Regions from separate parts of the Mus musculus genome. Here region 2 is linked to region 1. Evidence: chromatin contacts called from public Hi-C data. All regions are on one chromosome and are shown on one strand. Each heading gives the region's core, a stretch centred on a gene start, on an enhancer-like site or on the middle of the called end of the contact. The rest is flanking DNA. Distances are from core to core; before and after follow the strand shown. Region 1 overlaps Cdkl3 (cyclin-dependent kinase-like 3). Region 2 has its middle 9.9 kb from the start of Tcf7.

What was found. Hi-C and Micro-C count contacts between places; a contact is called where the count stands out from the background.
Region 2: a Hi-C map of double positive thymocytes shows a contact between it and region 1, with 2.3 times the contacts expected there. The contact joins two enhancer-like sites. A contact is called at or near these places in 1 of 39 promoter capture datasets (erythroid cells), 1 of 15 datasets of contacts at CTCF or cohesin (large pre-B cells), 4 of 484 Hi-C or Micro-C datasets (bone marrow-derived macrophages, double positive thymocytes, myocytes and 1 more) and 2 of 115 datasets of contacts at active chromatin or transcription factors (CD8 T cells and acute myeloid leukemia).

The regions. Positions count from the first base shown.
Region 1 is chr11:52,063,738-52,069,640 of GRCm38.p6, reverse strand. All of the region lies in intron 13 of Cdkl3 (cyclin-dependent kinase-like 3), which reads right to left. Among named protein-coding and RNA genes, the nearest start is that of Ppp2ca, 32 kb to the left of the region's middle. Within about 2 kb of position 3,625, at least 83 of the 459 cell types and tissues checked have an H3K27ac peak or open chromatin away from gene starts, as enhancers often do. A contact at or near this core is called in double positive thymocytes, where this site is marked.
Region 2 is chr11:52,289,995-52,295,897 of GRCm38.p6, reverse strand. No RefSeq gene overlaps it. Among named protein-coding and RNA genes, the nearest start is that of Tcf7, 9.9 kb to the right of the region's middle. Within about 2 kb of position 3,352, at least 18 of the 459 cell types and tissues checked have an H3K27ac peak or open chromatin away from gene starts, as enhancers often do. A contact at or near this core is called in double positive thymocytes, where this site is marked.

The DNA.
Region 1 (5,903 bases), core at 2,376-4,875:
TAAAACTAAGAAAACACACTCTTTTGTTTTATTGTCATCAATGATTCTTTTAGTGGTGGGGTCAGGGGTGGGCAAGAGGGTGGTTGCTCAGACAGGGGGTCTTGGTATGTTCATGATGGCAAAAGGCTGGCCTTGTAGGCAAAGATGAACTTGAACTCCTGAGATTCCTGCCTCTGCCTCCCAACCGCTGAAATTATAGACACTCACCACCATATCAGCCACATCTGATTTTTATTTGAATGTTTTTTATGATTACACTTTATTGATTTAGTGGCTGAGGAGAGTCACGGTCATGCCTATGGTGTGTGTGGAGGTCAAAGGACAACATTCAGAAGTCAGTTCTCTCTTTCCACCATTCGGGTTGCAGGGCTCAAACTCAGGTTGACAGGTTTTGTGTGACAGGGGACTTAACTGAGCCATTTGAAAGGCCCTGACTCACCTCTTAGTGTGTCATTTGTCATTTGCTGATGGCGGCTTCCTATCCTGTCGCCCCTTCTACACTAGCTGGAACCACTCTATAGGTAGAGCTGCGCATCCCCCTTTGCTCACACTTCTCAGGTTTATACAAACAAACATAAGACATATGGCATATGTGCTGTTTTTACATGTGTCTAGGGACCTAATGTCCATCCTCACATGGGTAGGGATCCATAGATACTTGTCACTATGTGCGTACATGTGTGTGCGAGGATGTGCATGTGTGAGCATGTGTGTGAGCATGTGCATGTGTATTCTTAGACACTGTTATGCAGGATCCAGTCTACTCCACTCTTGTACCTGTAATTATTTTAGTGCCCAGATTTGGCTACTAGAAGCTTCTTCCAATTGCCTTCTGTGTCTTTTTAATATGCCTGCATCACTTATTTAGTTATTCATGCTTTCTGGCACAGAACACTTCTACATCTAATAAAAACATGAGTGCACTCCACAGTGGATTTGCCCAACCCTTTCCTAGAATATACATGCAATTTCAGAATTATTAACACGTGCTGATGCGGAACAAACTTACAAACTAGCATGAAAGAATGGCACACTATTCTTTTTGGTTTTAGCCTTATAACATACAGGCAAAATTCCCTTTCCCAAACTCAGATTAGTCTCTTTTGGGCCAGCTGAATAGCTCAGTGGGAAAAGACACTGCCCAGCCTGATGACCTCAGTTCAATCCCCAGGACCCAAGTATGGTGGAAGGAAAACTAACTCCCTCAGGTTGTCCTCTGCTCAAATGTATATTGTGACATGGACATGCCCACAACACATACACAGGTGCACACACAAAATAAAATGTCCTCTGGGTTCAATTCACATTATCCACATGCAGCTCACAACTGTCTGTAACTTCAGTTCCAGGGATCTGACATCCTCACGCAGACAAAGCGGTACATACATGCAGTAAGACACCAATGCACAGAGATTAAGAATAAAATCATTTTTAAAAAGGTAGGGGGCTAGAGCAATGGCTCAGAGGTTTAGAGGTCCTGAGTTCAATTCCCAGCAAACACATGGTGGTGCACAACCATCTGTAATGGGATCTGATGCCCTCTTCTGGTGTGTCTGGAGACAGCGATGGTGTACCCATATACAATTGGTCTTTTTCTTCTCGGCATGGTTACTTTAGTCAACAACTTGGTTAACTTGTTAGTATTCTGCAAAGAGTTTATTCCAACCACACCAATACACATGCCTGCTATAAATCAGTTCAGCAGGAGAACAGGCTTTGTGTGTGTGTTGTGTGTTGTGTGTGTGTACTGTTTGTGTGTGTATGCACACATACAGATCCAGAGGGGCATGTCTGGGTGTCGTCCTCTTATCATTTTCTGCCCTAGTCTCTTGAATCTCCCTAGGTCCTAGATCCACACTTTTTAAAAATGACAGTTAAGCAGTGTAAGTGGCCATCAAGGTGTGACACCTGCACACCACCTCTGGCTGTTAGGAAGATGAAGAAATTTCAAAACCCCATTCATAACAGCCATCATCACAGGAGCAAAGCAGAGACACCAAGAAAGGCTCTAACAGAAAAATGGAACTTGAATGGACTTGTCATCAGAATTTGTGGTAAGGGAAATGTTAATACAAAGAGCAAAATGATTCCATACATGAGCCTGAAGATGCAGAGAGGAATACATTAAAAAAAAAAAAAAAAGGAAATGTCAACCACGTCAGACACAGGTAATGCAGGGCTGACACACACCTACATAAGGAAGACGCATGGCACCGTTAGCACGAGAGCGGGGAGAGCAGTGGGAGAGCATTCTGAGCTGTTTCACTGAGCCTCAAGAATAAAACACAAACTAGATTTGCTCTGGTAAGTCAAACACATGTGAAGAGGTGCAGTTCAACAAGAAAATATAGCAAATTCTACGAACCTAATATGAAATGCCTCGACGATGCTTTAAAAGAACCGGACAGCAGGATGGACCAGTGGATAAAGCCTGAGCCTAGTGACCTTAGTTCAAGCCCCAGGAGCCACATTGGGGAAGGAGACGAACAACGCCGAAAAGCTGTCTTGGGCCTCTATTTATATAGACACAACATTAAAACTTAAAAATGTGAAAAAATTAAACAGACAAATCCACAATTATTATATCTGGATTTAGCTACTTCATGGGTTCTTCTTTTTCCACTCTATTCCCCTGGTTTCATCCTTATCACTAGATAGAAGAGAAAGAATACAGGAGAGAGGGAGAGGGGAGGGGAGGGGAGAGGGAGAGAGGGAGGGGGAGGAGGGAGAGGGAGAGAGGGAGGGGGAGGGGGAGGGGGGAGGGGGAGATTGACTCCTGAATCTAGTTCTTCTTGTTTCTTCTTTGACTACTAACAAACTGCAATCTGAATGACCAACAACCTCCAATACTGCCTTGGGGGCCCTAGCATTTATGTAGCCTCTGAAAAGTTCCCAGAATTCCTTATGTCACACAATCGCAGAAACAACCTACAGCTGACTATCTGCTAGCGCATGAGGCAACTCCTAGTCAGCTGCTGTGGACAGTCTAAAGCAGCCCTACATCCCTACACCTGTGATTAGAATGAAAGCAGATTCTTATAGTACTGTGTTTAAAGAGACCAAAACTCCAGAGCTCTCACTACAAATCATACTTGGAAATTTTTAACAATTACCCCTCAAAACTGTTAGACTATGCACATGTCAAATGGTCAAAAAATGATATGCAGACCAGAAGGAGGCAAGTCCACTCTTGACCTAATGGATACTGCACACAGCAACTACAGAATGCATGTGTTTTTCAAGTTCAAACACTTACTGTATGCTGCTATTTAAACCAAATTAAATACATTTTAAAGGAGCAAAATACTACTGAGCAGAGTCTCTGACCATCCTCTAATTACACTATCAACTTCAAATGCTCCCGTGTGGCTATAAGTTAAGAAATGTGCATCTACAAATAACACACAGTGCAGAGAAGTCACTGGAGTAGAAACTACAATATACTCTCACCAATAATGAAAAGGATATGTATTAAACCTTGTCTGATAAAGCTAAAGTTGTTCCTAGAGGCAAATTTGTGGCATCAACATGCTTCTTATTAACAGAAATGCACATGAGCTGTTATTCAGTGAACTACGGTAGAAATAAGCAGAAGCGGTTAAGTGAGGCTCTGTGTACCTTTGATTTCCGCAGTTAGGCTCGGCAGCTTGAGGCTAGCCTGGTGGTGTGGGTTGCTCTGGTGCCGTTTGTATTCTGATGTTAATTCTGCTTCTTCAAGAGGGGCTCCCTGGAGGAGTGGATTACTGAGGTGACCCCACATAAGCATCTCCCCAGTCTAACTGGTCAAATAAAGGCTAGAGCCTGTGACTGGGCAGTAGAAGGGAAAGGTGGGGCTGGAGGTTTTAGAGAAGAGAGGAAGGGAAAAGAAACAGAAGAAAGATGGAGCAGAACCACATGGCCTAGAGAAGCTACAAATAACAAGGGATCTCATAGCTGCAAACAGATTAGTGTAATAGTAGATTTGCCCAACCTAGGCCTACAGGTTATACATATAATAACTGAGTTGTGTGGTTTTTGCATGGGCTTATTGGGGTTGGAAATTTACTACAACAACCTGGGCTACACACTGAATTAAAAGCCAGTCTAGGCTATAAAAGTAAGACTTTGCATGTGGTAGGGGAGAGGATATTAAAACAGAGTAGAAAAAAATAATAAAAGTAGGGCAGACATTAAGGTGTAGAGAACAGTAGAGACAGTCACTACTCAAAAGGTGACAAAGAAAAATTAGAAAACTTAGAAATTACAAAGCCGGGCAGTGGTGGCGCACACCTTTAATCCCAGCACTTGGGAGGCAGAGGCAGGTGGATTTCTGAGTTCGAGGCCAGCCTGGTCTACAAAGTAAGTTCCAGGACAGCCAGGGCTACACAGAGAAACCCTGTCTCAAAAAACCAAAAAAAAAAAAAAGAAAGAAAGAAAGAAAGAAAGAAAGAAAGAAAGAAAGAAAGAAAGAAAGAAATTACAAGATTTTGGGATTTTTGTTTTGGTTGTTGTTTGTTGGTGTTTTTTTTTTTTTTTTTTTTTGGTTGTTTTGTTTTTTTGAAACCATGGTTTCACTATGTAGCCCTGGCTGTCCTGGAACTCATTCTGTAAACCAAGCTGGCCTCTAACTTATAGAGATCTGCCTACCTCTGCCTACCAAGTGCTGGGATTAATGGTATGCACCAACCTGCTTGGCTCTGCTCCCTTCTCAGTATAATTCACAGTCCCTCTGATGCTCCAACACATGCAGAAAGCAGCAGAGCTGTGCTAGCCACATGGCTCCTGACACCCAAGTATTACACAGCAGCATTGAATTTTAGAAGTGTATGTGATATTAGCACAAGCTTTAGAAAAGCTTTGGGGTAGTTAAAACTCCACGAATGTGTTTAAAATCAAAAGAAAAGGAGGGAAAAGCAGCCGATGCTTCAGAGTCCAGACATAACCTGTTCTGGTAGATGGGTGCTTCACTATGAAAATAACCTGTAAAGGGCAGGAGAGGTCACTCAGCAGTTAGAGCACCGACTGCTTGTCCAGAGGACCCAGCACCCACATGGCTGTTCACTCCAGTTCCAGGGGACCTGATGCCCTCTTCTGGCCTCCAAGGGCACCAGGCATGCATGTGGTTCATGTATGTTCAGGCAAAATATCCACACACAGAAAACAAAAATTCTTTAGGAAAAGAAAGTAAAAGGAATGAATGAAAGAAAACAAGGGAGAGGGGGGAAGGGATGGGGGAGGAAAGGGGAAGGAAGGAGGGAGGGGGAGGAGGGGACGTGAGAGAAGGGGATGGGGAAGAGAAAATGGGGAGAAGTGGCTGGCAGAGACAAGGCAGGGGAGGGGAGGCAGGAGTTTTCATAGAGGGAATCTATTTCACTGATGGGTTTTTAGCATGGAAATGAGATGAAACCAGTTAAGCCAAATTTTCAGCTCATTGTTTTTAAAAGATTTATGTTTATTTTAGAGTATGTGTCTGTGTGTGCATGCACAGAAAGGTGCCCTTGGAGGCCAGAGGAGGGCAGGCTGCCTGCAGTGGGTGCCGGGAAACAGCCTTGCCCTCTGCAGGCACATAGTGTGCAGACCTGAGCTGCTTCTCCTCTCCAGACCCTGGCTGGTTGACTTTTTTTTTTTTTTAAAGGGGCACTTTATTTAATCCTGGGAATTGAACCTAGAGACTCCCACATGCTAGGCAAGCGCTCTGTCACTCAGACTCCCAACTGGAAGGAATATTTTCAGTATTAGGTGAACTTTGCAACTGGGTGTGGTAGCACAGACCAGTAACTGTAGCACTTGGGAGGCTGAGACAGGAGGAGCATAAATTCCAGGCTAGCCTGGGCTACATAGTGATACCTTGTCTTAAATATTATCAACACTTTGGCTATTTTGTGTTGTGGATGCAAATAATCCTCAAGTTGCAATAACTCAAG
Region 2 (5,903 bases), core at 2,103-4,602, 230 kb before region 1:
GACCTCAGAAATTGGGGTTTCAGCCACAGAGCCAGTACCACAATGAATCAGGAGTTATAGAGGGGACCATCTCCTATTTCTTCTCTGCTCTCCACCCAGGAAGGAAAGAGACTTGTCTGAAGTCAACAGGCTTCTTCTTCTTCTTCTTCTTCTTCTTCTTCTTCTTCTTCTTCTTCTTCTTCTTCTTCTTTCTTCTTCTTCTTCTTCTTCTTTTGTTTTTGTTTTTTTTTTGTTTTTTTTTTGTTTTTTGTTTTTTCTTCGAGACAGGGTTTCTCTGTGTAGTCCTGGCTGTCCTGGAACTCACTTTGTAGACCAGGCTGGCCTTGAACTCAGAAATCCACCTGCCTCTGCGTCCAGAGTGCTGGGATTGAAGGCGTGTGCCACCATGCCTTTTAGTCAACAGGCTTCTGAGCCAGATGCTTCCCCCCAATCATGGGAGCAGCCTTAGGTGGGCAGAAAGTTGGAGGCAAGGAGAAAGTGGGAACGAGTGGGTCGCTCTACAAGGAACTTACAGCAGGAAAAAAGAATCCCCGGGGACTGGGGATGTGGCTCAGTTGGTTGTACAGCTGCCTGGCATGCATACCACATAAACAGAACGTTACCCCAGTGCTTGGGGGATAGAGGCAGGAGGATCTGAAGTTCAAGGCCATCCTCAGGTAAACAGTGAGTCTCAAGCTAGCCTGGGCTACAAGAGACCCTATCTCCAAAAACCAAACAAAACCAAACAAACCTTCCACCCCCCAGCTCAGAAAGGCACCATCTTCTCCAGAGGCTCTCAGAGTTGGGGATATTGTGGGGACCCCTCAGGCCCAGCTGGAATCAAGGACAGGAAGACAGGGGTACAAATGGGGCTACTTTTAAACCAACCCCTACCAACTTTTGCTTCACAAGAGCAGATAGGAAAAGCCATAAGGGAGAGGACAATGACTCCAACGTCATTAAAAAAAAAAAAAAAAAAAGGCAAGCTTGACCCTGAGGGGAATCCCTTTGTCACTAATAACAGAGCAGGGAACAAAAGCTTCAATGACGCTGAGGAAAACCGCAGTGTCAGCAGAGGCCACTGGTGACCCCAGGTGAAGGAGCTACTTTCACCGTGAGAGGAGAGCAGCTGGCACTCTGAGCATCCAGCCCCCACCCTGCTCCCAGACAGATCCACCCAGAGACTGGAGACACGGGCAGGGGACCCCCCCCAACTATGTGAGGAAGAGATGGGATGACTTTGGGGGAAAAAGTTTGGATCTATCAAACCCACATCCCTGTGAGAACTAGGAAGGAACTAGACTGGTCTAGTCCTAGTATCTGGAAGACGGCTTTGGAGAGCTGGTCTGGTTAACAAGTGGCCACAGGACCCCTGAGGCATCCTGTCCCATCAGAAAACCTAGGGGGTGTGACTCTGGCAGCCATCACACTCTCCAGAGCATCCGGGAGAAGCCTCTGGGAGCACCTGTGTGTTGAAGGAGACCGAGGAGCCTTTACCTGGAGGCTTCTCACCCTCTAGCATTCTTACGCTAGGAATGGAAGATGTCTTCGGGCTGCAGAGTTAGAATCAACTCGGAGCTGTGTGACCTTGGGTGACTCACTTCCGTTTTCTGAGCAACCAATTTCCTCAGTCTGTAAAATGGGCTGAGACCTCTGAGCGTTGCAGTACCCAGGAGATAATAGACAGGAAGACACTGGTAAACAGTGAAGTGGTGGGCATGTGTCTGGAGTCATCCTTGGGCCCTGGTAAATAGTGAAGTGGTGGGTATGTGTCTGGAGTCATCCTCGGGCCAGCTAGTACACACGATGCAGCCATTCTTTGCCAGTGAAGGAATTTAAAATGAAATGAGCAGTCCCAGTCCAGAGTCTAAAGATACTAAGGAGGGGAGGACCAGGGTTTCTAGCTCCAGACTGTTTATGGTGGCCCAGCTCCCTAGGTAATATCACCTCTAAGGGACGCACAGTCAGCTTCTCCTCTGACCTTGGGACTGTCCAGCCCAGAAACCCCCTGCTTTCTGGTCTCTAGGGGGAGATTGCTCAGCAGGAGTGAAATTTGTAATCCAGTCTCCAGCCAGCAAGTTCTCCAACCCAAGGGGCTGGCTGGCATATTGGGGACAGCTCCACTCCTTTGAAAGACAGCAGAGCCAACAGTTTTAGAACTGAATGCTTTCTTTTCACTGTTTGACCTTGGACAAGGCCCGTGATGCTGATCTTCCTAGATTCAGTTCTTCTAGGAATGGTCCTTCCACCGTAAGGTTGGTGTGAAGACTAAACAAGATAATTGGTATAAGACCCCCTCCTACAGTCCTGGGTAGAGGTGAGCTGTCTGGTTAATTTTTAATCTATTTATTTAATGTGGCACTATGTTAAAAAAAATAACTATAACAAACTTATTTGCTTATTCATTTCTTTATTACTTTTTTTGGAGTGCATGTTGATGATCAGACTACACGGAAGGGGTCACTTCTCTCCTTCCACTGTGTGGGTCCTAGGGATTAAATTAGGGTTAGGGTTAGTGGCAAGCACCTTTACCTGCTAAACCAATCCATCAGACCTTTAGTAGTAGTAGTAGTAGTAGTGGTGCTGCTGCTGCTGCTGCTGCTGCTGCTGGGGGTGTGTGTGTGTGATATGGGGGTGGTACTCGTGGCACAGGACAGTTTTGTGGCATTCTTCCTTCATGTGGGTTCCGGGGATTGAACTCAGGTCCTCAGGCTTGCAGGACAAGCCCTTCACTCACCAGGCTATCTCCCCAGCTGTGCTAACTCCTTTAATCCTCAAGAGAACACCTGTGAGAGCAGGAAGTGTGATCACACCATCCACAAGCCCAGAGTGGTTAAGTGCCTCTCCCAAAGACAAACAGTGAAGAAAGACAGTGTGACTCTCCTCTTCTCTCCCGAAGCCAGTGGCGAAGTCAGAGCTAAGACATTGGCTCTCCTCTTCCGCTTCTCTGCTTTCTTCTTCCCATCTCCAGTCTCAGAACAAGCTGAAGTAGAAGAGAGGGATTTTACCTCGAAATCTTTGCTCTCTTTCACCCTGGTGGGGTAGTGAGAATACTGGGGTACAAAGCTGCCAGGCTCCAACTTTACACCGTACCAAAATGTCTCTCCTCAGAAGATGCCATCGTTGGCTAAGTCCCCTTGAGATGGATCTAATGTAGGACCCACCCTGAAAGCAACCCCAAACACCCGTACATATGGCCAGATGTCTGCCCAGGCTCCTGGGACCAAGGCAGAGCAGAGCTACCTGGAAAATAGAGGGAACTGCCCTTGCGAGGGGTGGGAGTGGGGGTAGGGAATGGGGGAGGGTAAAGACACCAGCACCTGCAGAGGTTCCGGGCCTGCAGAGCCCTGCTTCTGCTCCCACGCCTCTGAGGACAGAGAACGAACTCAGCTGAGCTGGGCTGCTATGGTCCATCAGCTCTGACTGGTTGGTATGCTTCCTTGGGTCCAGATGAAATCTCTTGAGTAATTTCCTCCCATTAGTCCTGTCTGTACCCTTGGGGCCAGCGCTCCTCCAGCCTGCAGACATCTGGAGACCGGACTTTTGGCTAGAGGAAGCTCCAGGCACTCATAATGTTCTGGATGCTTCTCCTGGCAGCAGAAACAGGTTTCCTAGCCCTCTAACCTTGTCTCTGCCCACGATCATGGCACTGCGGCTACTTGCCCAGTTGGTGCCACCACCTCTAGGGGCTCACCCCCGCCCCAGTTCCTGATGGCTTGGAGCACTGATAGTGATTGCCAATGGCCACTACTTGTGCATGCACCTGCCCTGAACCAGGCACCGGAGCAATGCCTCCAGCAAGAGCTCACCCTATCTCCTCAGCTCTGATGGACAAGTATCATTCCTCATCCCCACTTAAGAAGGTTCCAGAAGGTCTTGCCCACAGTGTGTGTGTGTGTATACACGTGTGCGCACATAGTGTAGTGTAGTGTAGTGTAGTGCAGTGTAGTATAGTGTGTGTGTGCATCCATGAGAGTGTGGCTGGAAAGGCAAGAGGATGTTGAACCCCTGTGAATGCTGGGAAACAAATTCAGATACTCTGCAAGAGCAGTAAGTGCTTTTTTTTTTTTTGAGACTGGGTTTCTTTGTGTAGCCCTGGCTGTCCTGGAACTCACTCTGTAGACCAGGCTGGCCTTGAACTCAGAGATCTGCCAGCCTTTGCCTCCCAAGTGCTGGGATAAAAGGCGTGCGCCACCACAGTCCGGCTTTTTTTTTAGACAGGATCTCACGTGCTTCCAGGCTGGACTGAAAATATATAGTAGAGGAGACCTTAAATTCCTGATCCTCCTGTCTCCACCTCTCAAGTAATAAGATTACAGACATGCACCACATGGGGATCAAATCTGAGCTTTGTACACGCCAGGTAAGCATCCTCTCTACCGACTGAGCGACATCTCCGACCCTTCCTTCCCTTTTCCTCCCTTTCTCTCTTGAGACAGCGGCTTGCTCTATACCTAAAACTGTCCTTGGACTTGCTATACACACCACACTGGCTTTGAGCTCAACACTTTCCCACATCAACCTCTTCTGTAGCTGGAGTCATGGACCTGTGTCTCCACGGTGACAGGCCAGTGTCCAGCTCTTGATCAAGAGGCAAAGATAGTGACCAGCAGATAAGGGGACTCACAGGAACCCAACCAAGAGCCTGGGATGACCTGCCTGGCTTCAGTGCTCAGGGCCGTGGGAGCTCTGTAGACCTGCAACGGTGAGGGTGCTTTTGGATTAGGGCCTTAAAAAATACAAAGGCCTCTCAAACACCATAGAGATACCAACTAGCAAACTGGGATGATATCACAGTACACTAGTACCTCTGTGCAGTGGCTACATCCTCTGGTGGCAAACATGTATTAACCACCAAACTATGCATGGATCCCATTGACAATCAGAAAAGGCAGAGATGAACGTTCCACTAAAGTCAGTGAGATAGCCCAGCCAGCAATGACCCTTACTCTCTATACATGGTGACTGGAATTCAATCCTGGAGACCCAGAGAATGTGAAAGAATCAACTCCATAGAGTTGTTCTCTGACCTCTGAGTGTGCGTCATAGTACACACACACACACACACACACACACACACACACACAAACGATAATGATGAGGATGGTGATGATGATGGTGGTGGTGATGATGATGATGATGAGTTCAATTCCAAGAACCCACACTGTGGAAGGAGAGAACCGATTTCTGCACAGGTCTCCACATTTGAACAGTAGCACTGGCTCACACACAAAAAATAAATAAGTAAACAAATCTAATAATAATAATAATAATAAGCCAGTGCAGTGCAATGATTTTTTTTAAATGACAGGTTCTACCTCAAAAAACAGAGTGTGGGGGCTGGTGAGATGGCTCAGTGGGTAAGAGCATCCGACTGCTCTTCCGAAGGTCCAGAGTTCAAATCCCAGCAACCACATGGTGGCTCACAACCATCCGTAACAAGATCTGACTCCCTCTTCTGGAGTGTCTGAAGACAGCTACAGTGTATTTACATATAATAAATAAATAAATCTTAAAAAAAAAAAAACAGAGTGCAAGGAGAAAACCAAAACATGAACAATTGTCCTATGACCGCACAGCATGGTACCTCCCCTGGTAGAAATAATAAAAGAATAATGATCTGGGGGGAGGGCGGGCTTGACACAGGCTAGAGTTATCTGAAAAGAGAGAGACTCAATTGAGAAAATGCCTCCGTAATGTCTGGCTGTAGTTAATTAGTGATTGATGGCGGTTGGGGGGGGGGGGGCAGCCCACTGTGGGTGGTGCCATCCCTAGGCTGGTGCTTCTGTGTGTTCAATAAGAAAGCAGGCTGAGCAAGTCATGGGAAACAAGCCAGTAAGTAGCACTCCCTCCATGGCCTCTGCGTTAGCTCCTGCCTCCAGGTTCCAGCCCTGCTTGAGTCCCTGTCCTGACTCCCTTTAATG